Regions from separate parts of the Sus scrofa genome. Here region 2 is linked to region 1. Evidence: chromatin contacts called from public HiChIP or PLAC-seq data. All regions are on one chromosome and are shown on one strand. The core of a region is the stretch at or near the end of the contact, and the rest is flanking DNA. Distances in the headings are between cores, read along the strand shown.

Region 1 (6,968 bases), core at 3,529-6,028:
ATATCCATTCTTTTTCAGATTCTTTTCCCATATAGGTTCTTGCAGAATATTTAGTAGAGTTCCCTGTGCTATAAGTAGGTCCTTGTTGATTATCTATTTTATATATAGTATTTAATCCCAAATTCTTAACTTATCCCTCCCCCAGCTTTCCCCACTGGTAACCATATATTTGTTTTCAAAGTCTGAGTCTGTTTCTGTTTTATAAATAAGATCATTTGTGTCATTTTTTTAAGATTCCATATACAAATAATATCATATGATATTCTCTGACTTATTTCATTTAGTATGATAATCCCTAGGTCCATCTATGCTGCTACAAATGACATTATTTCATTATTTTTTGTGGCTAATATTCTATTGTATATATGTACCACATCTTCTTTATCCATTCCTCTTTGATGGACAATTAGGTTGCTTCTTGTCTTGACTATTGTAAATACTGTAAATAGTGGTGCAATGAACATGTATCCTTCAAATTACAAGTTTCTCCAGACACATGCCCAGGAGTGGGATTGATGAATCATATGGTAATTCTACTTTTAGTTTTTTAAGGAACCTCCACACTGTTTGCTATAGTGGTTGTACTAATTTACATTCCCACCAGTGTAGGAGGGTTCTTTTTTCTCCACACCCTTTCTAGCATGTATTGTTTGTAGACTTCAAGCTTAATATTATGCTTCTAAAACCAAACTAATCTTCCTTACAAACCTGACTTTCCTATTCATGTCATGACCACACTCTCTCCTGGAAATCCTTGATTTCTCCCTCTTGATCACCCACTTCCCAAGTAATCCCTCCTTTGGATGATTCCATTACTAGCCTGCCAAACTTATGTATCCTCAAAGTAGACATTTGTTAATCAGTGATATAAGGTTAAACTGGGAATCATAAAGTAGAAAATTTTAAAGGGGAAATCTTATTTTTTGGTATTTTCAGTATAAATAGACATGTACAAGCCAACATTTCAGTTTGTGATCCTTCTGGAAGGACTGTCCTAGAGAAGCAATTTACTTTCTTATCTCCCTGTGAGCTCTACCTCTATCTCCTCAAGTGGCCACATTATCAGTGCTCTAAGGTAGACTTGGTAAAGTAGTTTAGGCTCTCCTCAGGCAAAGGGTAACTAAATAAAGCAGGTGCACATATCTGCACACACTCAAAGCAGCAGCAGCAAATGGAATGAAGGCAAATAGAAAGCTCTGCCTATATTGTATCTACAGGTAGTTAAAATTTTAAGTTCTGATTGCCAAATTCACCCTTCTTCCCGTCTGGTTTAGTCCCTTTTCTTGTCTACTAGTCTTTTCTCAATTCTCTGACCTTTCTTTCATTGATCTCCAGAGAACTTTCATCCTAACTAGCTTTTCCTCTGGAAGCCTCCAATTTTGCTGAGCTTCAGCAGTTCCTCTCTAAGACACATCGTATCTCAGCATTTTATAATGCTGAAAATGGCAGATAACTTTTCAGCAAATTCAAAATATGTCAAACCTGGATCATCACATACCATAGACTTAAATTAAACAATATTTATTCCCTGGGGCTTTTAATGTATGTGAGATACAGGACAAAGAAGATGGCCAGAGGGGTTGGCTTCTTTCTGAGATGGACTTGTTCTTTTCCACCATCAGCAAAGATCAGTGTCTGATTTTATCAGGGCAGGGACTGAGGCTATTCAGAGTTTGTGTGTGTTAGCCTTTTAGGAATGGGAGAACTGTTGTTCATCCTGTAGTTTAGTCCTAGGTGACTTGAATAATCCAAGTTATTGCAAGGCACATGAATTATCATGTGTGTGGTCAGTGCTTTAGGGATTTTATCAAATTGAGAGATTCTGCTACATCAAGGATTCTCAAGCTGGGCACTATTGGCTCTTCAGGCCAAACAATTTTTTGTTGTGTAGGGCATTTTCTGCTGTGTATGATGTCACATCCCTGGCCTCTACCCACTAGATGTAGCACTTCCTCAATTGTAACAACCAAGAATGTTTCCAGATTTTGCTCAGTTTTCTCCCAAGGGGAAAAATTGTGCCTGGTTGATTACTACGTTGTTTAGTTGAGAGGTGGCAGTGGTTGTTACTTAGCCTGAGCCTTAAAGATTATATGCATATTTTGATTTTTCTATACACTTTCTTGACATTCTTTGGCATACCTTAAACTTTTAAATATGGTGGTATTTTTCTATGCAAAATTTATTTTATATACTTCTTACCGATTTTCTTATTTCTTTATTGCATTATAATATAATTTTCCATTATTTTTTCTCATCATATTTAACAACCATGCAGAAAAATGTATACCAGTTTTTCAAAGGTCAGCTCCACAGAACTTCTCTTATTCTCATGATCTGAAGCCTTAAAACAAAGAAGAATTAACACAAATAGAAACTTGGGTGAAGAAGCTAATTTATAGGGGAGATGAGTTCAGTTTTACGCAGGTAAAATTTGAAAGGGTGGTAGAATAAGTGTTATATCCAGCAACTACTTGTAAAGAGGTTGGGATATAGACCTGGGAGTCAACAGTATAGTTGAGAACTGGTTTTATGAACTATCCAAGAGCTCAGAGAACTGAAGATTAAACCTTAACACGAAGCTATGGAAATGAAACTAGCAAAAAGAGAAAAGGATATTTATTAATTGAAATAATGAAAGATACTTATTGATTAATAACTAGGTGGATGACAACCCTACCACAGCGGTAGCAATAAAGCCCCACCTCTAGGAAAAACGAAGAAAGAAGGAAGGAAAGGAGGAAGAAGGAAGAAAAATTCTACCTACTAGCAGCATATTACAAAAGATCATTACAGAGACTTGGTGGAAAAGACTTGTGGGTTTGGAGTGAGAAGCAGAGGAGACAGAAGAGGCACCTAATAACTTGTGATGAGCAAGTTTTCTTCAGAACCTTCTTGGCTGTGATCTTCTGAGGGTCAGCTCAGGAGCACCTGTTCTCTGTCCTGAGTAACCTAGTTCCTAGAGAGAAAGGAAAAGGTTAACACAGTAAAGAATGTAAAATAATCCCCATCCTTCTACTGCTCCTACTTTCCTTTTAACTTACATAGTAATCATTTGATACTGCTCTTGGGCAAGAGTAGTGAAGTCAGAGAGATGAAGGGATTTTATTGTCAGTCATACGCTAAAAGTGGCATGAACAGATCATTGGAACTGTTAGCTAATTATTGCCAGAAAAATTAGTTTAGGATGAATGCCTCTTAAACCAAATCACCTGTTGCAGAACTTTTATAATATTCAGTTGACTTATATCAAGAATTTTAGATGAGTCAAAACATTCAGTTACCTGGGAATATAGTAACAACCCTCAATTCAACTTAGAAGGTTTACAAGGAAGTTACATGCTTCAAAATTAGGTGTTGGATGGGAATTTTTCGTCTTTTTTCCCTGGACACATGTGGAATAAGTGGCTCATGCTTTGCTAACACGTGCTTTGAGCACCTTTTACCCTAAACATTAAGCCATGTTGCTTGGCACAGACAATTGGAGTCTCCATTCTTCTTTTTGTCTGGCTGCTTTCTGGAGAAGATAGTTGAGTTTCCCACAGCCAAGACAAAAAGGGAAACACCATTGAGTTATATTTTTGCATCTTATTTTAGAAAAGAAATATCCCTCGGTAGCGACTAACTCTCTTCTTAGTGTCAAGAGTCTGAAACAAATATATCACCAGAGATAGAAGAAGGAACACATTAGGCCAGAGGCCAGACGTCTTCTTCCTTAAACAGAAGCTAGTGCCCACTTACGAGAGTTATGTCAAGAGGCGCTTGGGAAGAAAAGCAGTCAAGCATTTTGGACTTTCAGGCAGAGGGTCCCTAAACAAGCTTCTGAGAGATCTTTTAGGGGCCTCCGTGACATAAAAATCTGGGGTGGGCACATTGCTCTTTTTAAAGGTTGAGAGGCGATCACTTTTTTGGACTGCAGCAATAGACGCATGTACACGACCATCTTCCCGTTTTCGGTGAAACCCAGGACTTGGTGCTCTCCCAGCAAGAGCGGCAGTTTCCCGTTCTGGCCCCACCGCAGCAGAAGCAAAGTACGAATCCCAGAGAATAGTGACCCAGGGAGCAGATCCCAACAGAGGAATCCAGCCGGCGGGGAAATTCTCCAGGAGGCTGAAAAAAAGCGAAAGACTCTTCACTTCAGCCAATCAGATGAGAGGAAATCTTGCCGCACTCTTCCCCCTCCTCCCCGCCCCCGGCTCCCGCCAACCAATCAGCATCTAGCTTGATGGGCCCGCCCCACTGACACCGGGAAAACGCCTTTTAAATTGTATTGGTATAGTTTTACCCCGTCATACTCAGCCTTTCCACGAAGTTTGGTAAAAAGAGGCAAACTGAGTGTAAATTGAAAGCTGGTCAGTCTTGCGGTGAGAAAGAGAAACTACACACATTTTCATCAAAACAGTGATACTAGGAGGGACAGGGAAAGGGAAAGGCGGATTCCTGAAGGAAAACTACAACTCCCAACGGCCCTTGCGCTGACTCGACGCGCCCTGGGCGAGGGGGCGGGACACGGTAGGAAGAAGGCTGAGGGTCAGGAGACTCCTCTCGGACTTCCTGAATTGGGCGGGATTTGAGGTGGGCGGGGCGTCGGCAACCTCGGCTGTCGCGCTTTGTGTCCTCCCACAACGGGCTTATCCGCTTGAGACGTCGGAGGGGGCGTGGCCCGCGCGGAGCCTGGTGGGTGTGAGAGCGCCGCTGGACGTGGGTGACGCGTCTCCTTCCAGCTCAGCGGTGTGTGAGGTGTCGCGGCCCTGCTGGCGATTGGCTGTTGAGAGGCGAGTACGCTGCGGCCGTTGGTCGCCGGCAGCACGGAGCGAGAGCCGGGGAGGGCTGGGGGGATATGGGGCGGCAGTGGCGGCGGCGGCTGGAGGAGGCGGGCGCGGACGAGCCGGCGGCCGCGGCAGCAGCGGCAGACCCCGGAGTCTTCCTGTGAAGCGCCCCCGTCGGCGCCCCCGTGGGCCACTGAGAGAGGGCGGCTAGCGCGCGAGCTGCTCAGGAGCTGCTCCTCCAGCGCCGCAGCCCTTCGGACTCTCGGTTCCATCCTCGCTCTCCTGCTCCGGCTCCTCCATCTTGGCCTCGGCAGTGGCGGCTGCCGGGAGGATGTGCCGCCTTCTGGCAGGGGAAAGAAGGAGGAAAAGATGAAGAAGTACCGGCGGGCCTTGGCCCTGGTCTCCTGCCTCTCTCTGTGTTCTCTGGTCTGGTGAGTACCCGCGATAACTCGGGAGTTTCCCGAGAGAGGAGAGGGGGGCGAGGGAGCGGCCCAGGTCACACCCCCAAATCATCCTGGCTTTTAGGGTGCGGGTTTCTAAGGCTGCTAGAAAGCGACAAACCAATTACTCTGTGACTCTCCCGCGGACTGGCCTGGCAGCACTCTGTGCGGAGGTTATCACGGTGCATTTTGGAATTCACAGAAACTAAGTGGGAGAGAAAGGTGCCTAGGTGGTTTTGTACCTACCCAGTTACCCTGACGCTTGGAGACGGTGGAGTGTTCGGCTAGTCTTCAGATAAATGTGCTGTAAGTTTCTCGGGCTTAGTACCAGCCACTTGCCTTCATGGTGTGGTAAGGGCATTAAGCAAGTCGGATGTGATGGGTTCCCGAATTGTGATTTTAAAAACGTGACTTGTCATGAAGGTAGGTAGTATATGAGAACTAGTTCTTCTGGTCCTTTCTCGCCTGGTCTTTGGCCTCGGGCACACTTGGATACTTATGGGGGCGTTATGAAGCAATTCTTCAAGGAGTAGATAATAGGAAGTTGTTAGTTTAGTGGAGTGTCTTAGGTGTAGTGTGCATAGTGGTTTCTGGTGGTGTGGCTTGGATATTGTGCCTTAGTAATGTAAGGATAGTCCTGCCCTTTGAAGGCGGGAAGAGTGCTTTGTCTATAAAGTTTACGGAGTTTCTGTTAATCTCTGGCACAGAGATTTGAAGGGACAGAAAGAGCTTGTCAGTCAAAGGATCACTACCACTGTACTTGGAAAATCCATTTTGTCCTCCAAGGGAATTTCTTCAAAGATGTGTGATATTTGTGACCAAAAAGATGATTCTTCAGTTAAAAGTGATTTGCTGTTATATTAAAATCAAGATAAACTAAGTTTCTTGCTTAGTTTATTTCTGCAAAACGAACAGTTTTTTCATTTATGTAGGTGACTGATGGTTTCCAAAGACAGTGAAGTTGTTGCTAACATAAAATAGTATATAAATAAGAGGAAAAGAAAACACTTGCCTGGCTGAAGAATTTCGATTGGAAGATTGATAGACATTTTAGAGAACAAGAAATTTGGCCTCTTGCCTTCATTCCCAATGTTACCTCACCTTATACTTACTAAGTTGAAATGTGCATATAGATGAGTCCACTTACTTCATTTTAAATTTAAATTTGTACCTGAGGTATGGAAAACATTGTATTCATATCCACTTTTCTCTGGGGGCTGTTAAATTCTTTGTAGATTATGTATCTTTTCTTTATACTTTCTCCTTCGTTTTGCCCATCTTTAGACCATGTTATTCTTCATCACTTTCTGAATGGTTGATATGGCAAAGAGGTTACACTTTCCATTCAAGTTTTAAAAACACCAGGATCTCTGATTTTTTTTTAATTGAAATATATTTGACACATAACATTGTGTAAATTTCGGTGTACAACATGTTGATACATTTGTATATTGTGATATGATTTCCATTGTAGCAATAGTTAGCACCTCTATTGAGTCACAAAAATCTTAATTTCTGTATGTGATGGGAATAATTAAGATCTAATCTCCTAGCAAGTTGATAATTATCGTACAGTATTGTTGTGTTTATTCTCTACATTGTGATCTCCAGGACTTAATATATCCACCCTTAAACATGATTGTTCTTTTTACTTTATTTTATTTATTTTTTTCTTTTGTCTATTTAGGGCTGCGCCTGTGGCATTTGGAGGTTCCCAGGCTAGGGGTTGAATGGCAACTGTAGCTGCTAACCACAGCCACAG
Region 2 (6,501 bases), core at 1,602-4,101, 2.1 Mb after region 1:
CAAGATTCCAATAACCTTTGCATCAGTTTCACTATTTTTGGTATTTTGCATAATATATGGATCCTTAATTCAAATAAAGAAAAAAAGTTTCTCAGTCCCACTTTATTTATTTCAATTCCTACCTTTCCCCTTGCTGGGGAGGTAGTAGAAATTCTATGCCATCTATTTTTGTGAATTCTATGATTTTGTCCATGGCTTCTCCAATGAAAACAGGTTCCAGAATAAAGGAGTTGATTAGACCAAACTGTGCTAATTGACTACAAAAGAAATTAGTGAGCAGCTTTTCTCCTCTCTAAACACTGACCAATTAGATGTTTCCATAATTCCATGTATTATGTATAGTACACTCTATAAATGTAAATGTAATGCTTGTTAAGAAAAGTGCAATTTATTGTACATTGTCCCAACAAATGTTTACTTTTATAATTGTTATGAACTTGAATTGGATTAGTATCTTGTTTTCACGTGTGAATGAAGCCTTGTGAAGTAAACAAATGCAAGAAGGTAGCAAGGTGACTGTTTTTGTGAGCCAGTGATGTTTTCAATGCTTTGTGTTGCCCCTTTGGCCCCATTAAGCAGTAATAAACATTTGTTCTGGAAACCATACATGTCTTTTTTACTTTCTTTAGTTGATTTTATTCTGAATCATCTGAACCCGGTTTTTATGTAAAACTTATCTGACACTAGACTCTACACAAGCAAGAAGAAATACACAGGAATTTGTTCCAGGTTATACCTACCCTACAAAACGATATCCTGTACAGCACAGCCAAGTGCCCTGTATTCCTCTCTGTAGAGATTCTTTGGTTGCAAGTTAACAGAAACTCTCTCCAGCTAGCTTACTAATAATGCAATTAAATAAGAAGAAAAAAGTATATTTAATTCATAGCTACCAAAAGCTAAATTGTTGGGCCTGAGGCAGCAATGGGGAGAGAGAACTGGTATTCTATCAGGAACCTAAGCAACTGTTCTCATAATCACTCTTCTGCTTGTTTTGCCAGGTGATGCTTATCTGCTCCTGCCTCTTTGAAAAGAGGCATCTGCTTCTAAATGCACAGCTTCCAAGTTTACATGTCTTCAAGTGACCAGCAGAGATGGACTAGCATCTCAGCATCCCAATTCCAAAATCTTGCAAAAATATGCTTGGCTAGTCCTGGATTGGGTGGCTACTGCTAGCCTTTGAGAGTCACAGTGGGTGTCATTATATAATCCAACAGTGCTCCAGAGGCTCTCCTGGAGTGAAGGCAGGGTGCCTAGAATCCTGATTTGTGTTTTTTTCTAACTTGCTTTTCATTCAGGGTGTACATGGAACTGAATGAAAGTCAGATTGCAGATCTCCTCTTACAATTCAGTATTTTAAAAAAAATACTAATCAGAGATTGTAAAATTAGTTTGTGGCCCAAACCCAGACTACAGACATCTTTTGTTTGGTCCATGTTGTAGTTAAAACAATGAGAAATTTTACATCAAAAGTAAATTATTCAGAAAATATCTACTGAATTTGACAGGAGGTCATGAGTAGTCTTGACATAATAGTAAGTGGAACTCACTGTTCACTACTGATTAAAGGTCCTACACTTAGTGAAGTTACTTGTTAACTTGTAGATTTTTGTTCAGTAGTGTGCAAATCCCTATTTTCCTTCCAGAGGAACACATAACTCCAAAGGCCATATGTAGTTTACTACACCATAGGACATTAACCAGCTTATGTCTAACTTTGAAAATGTACACTAACATTCCATTGTTAAATTGCCCATAAGTACTCAGCTATGCAAATGCACTTTTTGATAGTTTTAACAACTTATTGATTCTATCATTAACCAATGAGTTGTATGAAATAGCAAAGCTCATTTTATATTTGCCTGAGAATCTTGATTTCACCTTTTTGAAATTACACTTTAACAAAACTTTTGATTACTGTCAAAAGGGCACTCAAAGCACAATCTTTTAATAATTCACTTACAAGGAAGTTCAGGCTGCAGAAAGATGAACTCACCAAACAGAAATTACAATATTTATAGGAAAAAACTATACAATTTCCAAGTATAGACTCTGTAAGTAGTTTGTTCCTGCTGAGAAACAGTAATTCTCACTATTATCCATACTTTTATTAGACATTAGCATTGCAAAAGTCAGAGATAAAGTGTGTTTGATTTTTAAGGAGTCTAATTTTATAGGAAAAGCTCAGGTTCAGAGTTTCATTGGGGAACTAGAACTAGACACAATGAACTGATGTGTATGTTGATGATGTTGGTTTTTGTTTGTTTTTGTTGTTTTTTTATCTATCTCAGGATACAAAGTTTTTGTTTTTGCTTTGAGATCCCATGTACCCAATTACTCGTAATGGCAGCAGAGCAAGGAGTCAGTTTTGCTTCTACATGATAGATGTATGGACAATTATAGTATACATCTGGAGAGAAGCAGAATTTTGTTTTGTTGACTCCTAAGAATGGGAATTCTGAGGTGTTTTAAATGCGGGCAGAAAGGGAAGACAGACAAAGCCAAGTGACGATCTGGTGGGAAACCATTCCAGAGAGAAAGCAAAGTTTACATGCAGAACCAGAGGTAAGAAGAAACTCAGTGGATTCAAGGAATGACAAAAATACCAGTGTTTAAACCAGGGAGAGGGGAGAGTGGTGAGAGATGAATTCCATGAGATGGGAAATTTATAAAAGGTGAGATATAAAATCATGTAGAACATCCTGGGTTATAGTGAGGAGTCTGGACTTTATTCTATACAATTGTGAAGGTTATTCTGGCTGCCCTGTGGAAAACTGTGGAGAAGGAGAGAAACCAGTTAAGAGGATAAAAATCCAGACAAAATAATGACACCTTAGTCTCAGTTGGTAGCAGTGGAGATTATGAGAAGTAGTTTTATTACCAACATACTTTGAAGATAAAACCAAGACTTGCCAGAAGATGGGATGTAGGACCTGAAACTGAAGACTCAAGTATGACTTCTTGGCCTGAGCAATTAAGAGAATGAGGTGGCCATTCACAGAGCTAGCAAATCATTGTAAGAATTGCAATGAGGTGTGAGGACGAGAAATTGAGAGGCGTTTTTTTACACAAGCTGAGTTGGACCTGCTTATGAGACATCCACGCAGAGACCGTCTGGATTTCCGAAGAGTGGTGGGAATGAACATATAGGTGGTGTTTAAAACTTGTGACTTTAGGATATCTGAGGGGTGGAGTTGCTCCAGGTGCATAATCAAGCAAATTTTTACCACTGCATTAGGTCAAATTTTCACATAGTGCAATGGGATATCTGTTCCTATTTAAGTGCCTAAATAATTCCAAGCTTCCAGTTAGACACTTTTTAAAAAAAACCTGAAGTATAAATAAAATGCACAGATCTTTGGAGTTCAGTCCTACGAATCTTGACGATTGTTATCGGTATTACATTTCTACCAGGAAAATTACCTCTTGGGCCTACTTAAATATAACTTTTAGTTAAAAATAACATACACAAGAAACTGCACAGAAGGACGCTCAATGAAATTTCTACACAGTGAACACATCTGTAACCAGGGCTCAAATCAAGAAAAAAAAATTAGCCGAATCTCAAAAGCCCCCTCGTGGCTTCTTTCTGTCACTGTCTTCCCAAACACAACCTGATTTTCAGTCTCACAGCTTTAGATTTTGTTTAAATGGAATCAAACGATATGAACTTCTCTAGTTCTAGCATCTTTTCCTTAACGTCCATAAGTTGTGTGCAAAAGTAATTTGTTTTTGTATTGTACTTCTGATTCTTTATTGAGATAATGGCCCTGCATTTTTCTGTACTTTTTTCCTTCTGTGACTTGCGGATCATCTTTACCTTGGGGTTGATAAAGCCGAGTGTGGGTTATTTGACATCTCAGGGGTAACCGTCTACATTCTCAACCGTGTTTCAGACGTTTTGAGGTCCCCAAAGGCTAAAATAATCTATCTGAAAAGTGAGTTTTTCAAGGGCCTTACTAAGCCGGGCTGCAGGAGTCAGAACCGGAGCAGAATGCAGCCTCAGGAAATCTTAGCTCACATTTTCTTTGACATTAATAGGCTCACTGAAATCGAATCCAAATCTGGTGACTGGTCGATGAAGGAAGCAAACTCAGCCACCCCGGGAGGCGCCCAGCATATTAGGAAGCTTACTCCGCTTCGGAGCCGCCACTGGGTCCCGCCACACGGCCAACGCAACCCCACCTCCTACTGCGACCGGTGATGACGCCACCACGTCGTATACGCTGAATCCTGACGTCCCCAGAGCGCCAGAACCCAGTGAAAACACAACCGTTCCCCTCAGGATCCTGCGCACTTAATGTCCTCGTTTTTTCCCGTTTTAGCACACGTAGGCTCGCCTTTATCCCTTTTTTCGTCCTTTACTCGCATACGTTCACAGTCTTAGACAAGATGGCCGACGAAGTGGCCCCGGGTCCTAGAGCGCACCGAACCACTCGACTGCCTAGTCAACTTCCGGTTTAGGCCCCGAAGATTGGTGCGTTATTTCCGGGGTGGTTTAAGGTAAGCAGAAGCGGCGGTTTCGAGCTGCGACTGCGCAGTCGGCGCGATGGGGGTCAAAGTAAATTACGTACAGTTGCCCAGGCGGGAAGGAAGAGGCGTTACTCTTCTCGAACTGCCGGTTTGATCGCGAGAGTTGAGCCGTTGCTACGGGGCGAGGTGGGCGGGGCGGGGCCAGGATAGGCAGGGCGGGGCCAAGCCCTATAGGCGGTGCTGGAGCGGGGTGGGCCTTCGGCGACGGACTCGCGAAGGTTCCAGAGGCGCCGCGTGCCGGAGGCCGGCTGCTCTCCCGTTCAGAGTCGGGCGTGTTCTCAGGCCGCGGCCACGGCCACTGCGACTCGTGTCCGTGCGATCTGCGCTTGGAATCAGCGCGCTCGTTGCGGCGTTCCTGTTCTCGCCCTGTGCCGGTGGAGCTCGGGCCTTGCCTGACGCAGCTCGACCATGGCTTCAGCTTTGGAAGAGGTAAGGGGTCTGGCCTCATCTTCCTCCCTCGGCCTTACTAAAGCTTCCCGCTGCGTCCTTCGCCCCACCGCCCTGTTTCCCCTATCGAGCTGCGCTGCGGCTGCCGGCGACACCTGCCTGTCTGGCAGCTTTCCTGCGTCCTTGGGTTCCCGCGCTTCCCCGCGGCCTCCCACCCGCCCAGCTGTGGCGGCCCCGGTGCCGACCGGCCACTGCGGGCCTTCGGGGCTTCGCTTACCCCGGAAAGTTGCCGTTGGATGCCTTCCACAACCCCGGCCGGCGGTCGGCGCTGTAGGTGAGCGGAGGTGTGTTGCGGTTCTCGGCGGCAGGTGGATCCAACCGTGGACCCAAGAGCTGGTCACCTTCACGTTATCCTCAGGCTCTTTTCACTCCTTTTACACCAGCCTTTGGACGTGAAGCTTCGTTAAATTAAAGCCGATTGCAAAAACTGAGAGTCGTTCCACTGAGAGGGCAGTTGGAAGGTGAGAAGTCCTCAGTCCTAGCACTTAAATTCTCTGTCATGTTTTCTCTACACATACTTTGGGCAAGTTATGGTGCATCTCTGGGCCACAGTGGTATCCATTTCACAGGGTTGTAAACAGTGCTTGGCAAAACAATTGTTTGCTATGTGCGTTTTAAAAAATAACTATATTGGGAAATTGGTTGTAACTTTTTTTTAAAGCTCTATAAACTCAACACAGGTGGCTTAACTTTTTGGAGATTTAGTTTGTGCAATTACAAAATGGGAATAATAATACTTGCTTTGCTCTTTTTTCTGGCTTAAGTACAATGACAATACTGTTAATCACAGTTAATTGTTGGGTTTCCACTAACTAGATTTACTCCCTGGGAATCTTCTGCTTAATATGAACAAGACTGGGAAATCCTCACATTTGACTTTTTAAGTCGAAGAATTTGCTTTAAATGAAAAAGTGTGTATGTGTTTTAAGTATTATTGTGGATAATGTGCCACAAGTTTGTTATGTGTTTTAAAGATAGGTCTTTGGGTACCACGTGCCCTGAGGAAAGACTCTGAAGTGACTGTACATACACGAGTTGCTCAATATTTATCCCTTTCAAAGTAACAGGCTTTCTAATTGCAGTGTATAAGTTTAGGGACATTTGGGGGGTTTTTTTGTTTGATATAAAATTCGCTGTTTTTACCATCTTAAAGTGTATAATGCAGTGCTTTTTTTAGTATATTCACAGTGTTGTGCAACCATCAGTATATGATTCAAGAACATTTTCATCACCCCCAAAGGAAACCTATTAAGTGGCCATTAGGCGGTCACTTCCCATTACTCCTCTTCTGCCAGCAGCCACCAGTCTGCTTTCTGTCTCTGTGGATTTGCCTATTCCGAGCATTTCATCTAAATGTAATCTTAAAGCATATGACTTTTTTGGCCTCTTAGCGTTATGTTTTCAAGTTCATCCATGGTGAAGCATATACTTTTATGGCTGAATAATATTCCATTGTATGTATATACCACATTTTGATTCATAAATTGATGGACATTTGGTTGATTTTCACTTTGATTATTA

Evidence for each region. HiChIP or PLAC-seq counts read pairs in DNA pulled down with a chosen protein or histone mark.
Region 2: a contact with region 1 is called in an H3K27ac HiChIP or PLAC-seq map of alveolar macrophages, with 12 times the contacts expected there. The contact joins the promoter of CACYBP here to the promoter of SUCO in region 1. A contact is called at or near these places in 1 of 5 promoter capture datasets (liver), 1 of 47 Hi-C or Micro-C datasets (mesenteric adipose tissue) and 1 of 2 datasets of contacts at active chromatin or transcription factors (alveolar macrophages).

The regions. Positions count from the first base shown.
Region 1 is chr9:114,912,179-114,919,146 of Sscrofa11.1, forward strand. SUCO (SUN domain-containing ossification factor) reads left to right here and starts at 4,779. Exons shown (of 25, transcript XM_003357538.4): 1 at 4,779-5,197. The coding sequence starts at 5,136. It overlaps LOC102164985 (a long non-coding RNA gene), which reads right to left and starts at 4,618. Exons shown (of 3, transcript XR_001299035.2): 1 at 4,293-4,618; 2 at 3,739-4,107; 3 at 347-2,956.
Region 2 is chr9:117,059,452-117,065,952 of Sscrofa11.1, forward strand. CACYBP (calcyclin-binding protein) reads left to right here and starts at 2,852. Exons shown (of 6, transcript XM_013989620.2): 1 at 2,852-4,503. RABGAP1L (rab GTPase-activating protein 1-like) reads left to right here. Exons shown (of 26, transcript XM_021102607.1): 26 at 1-606.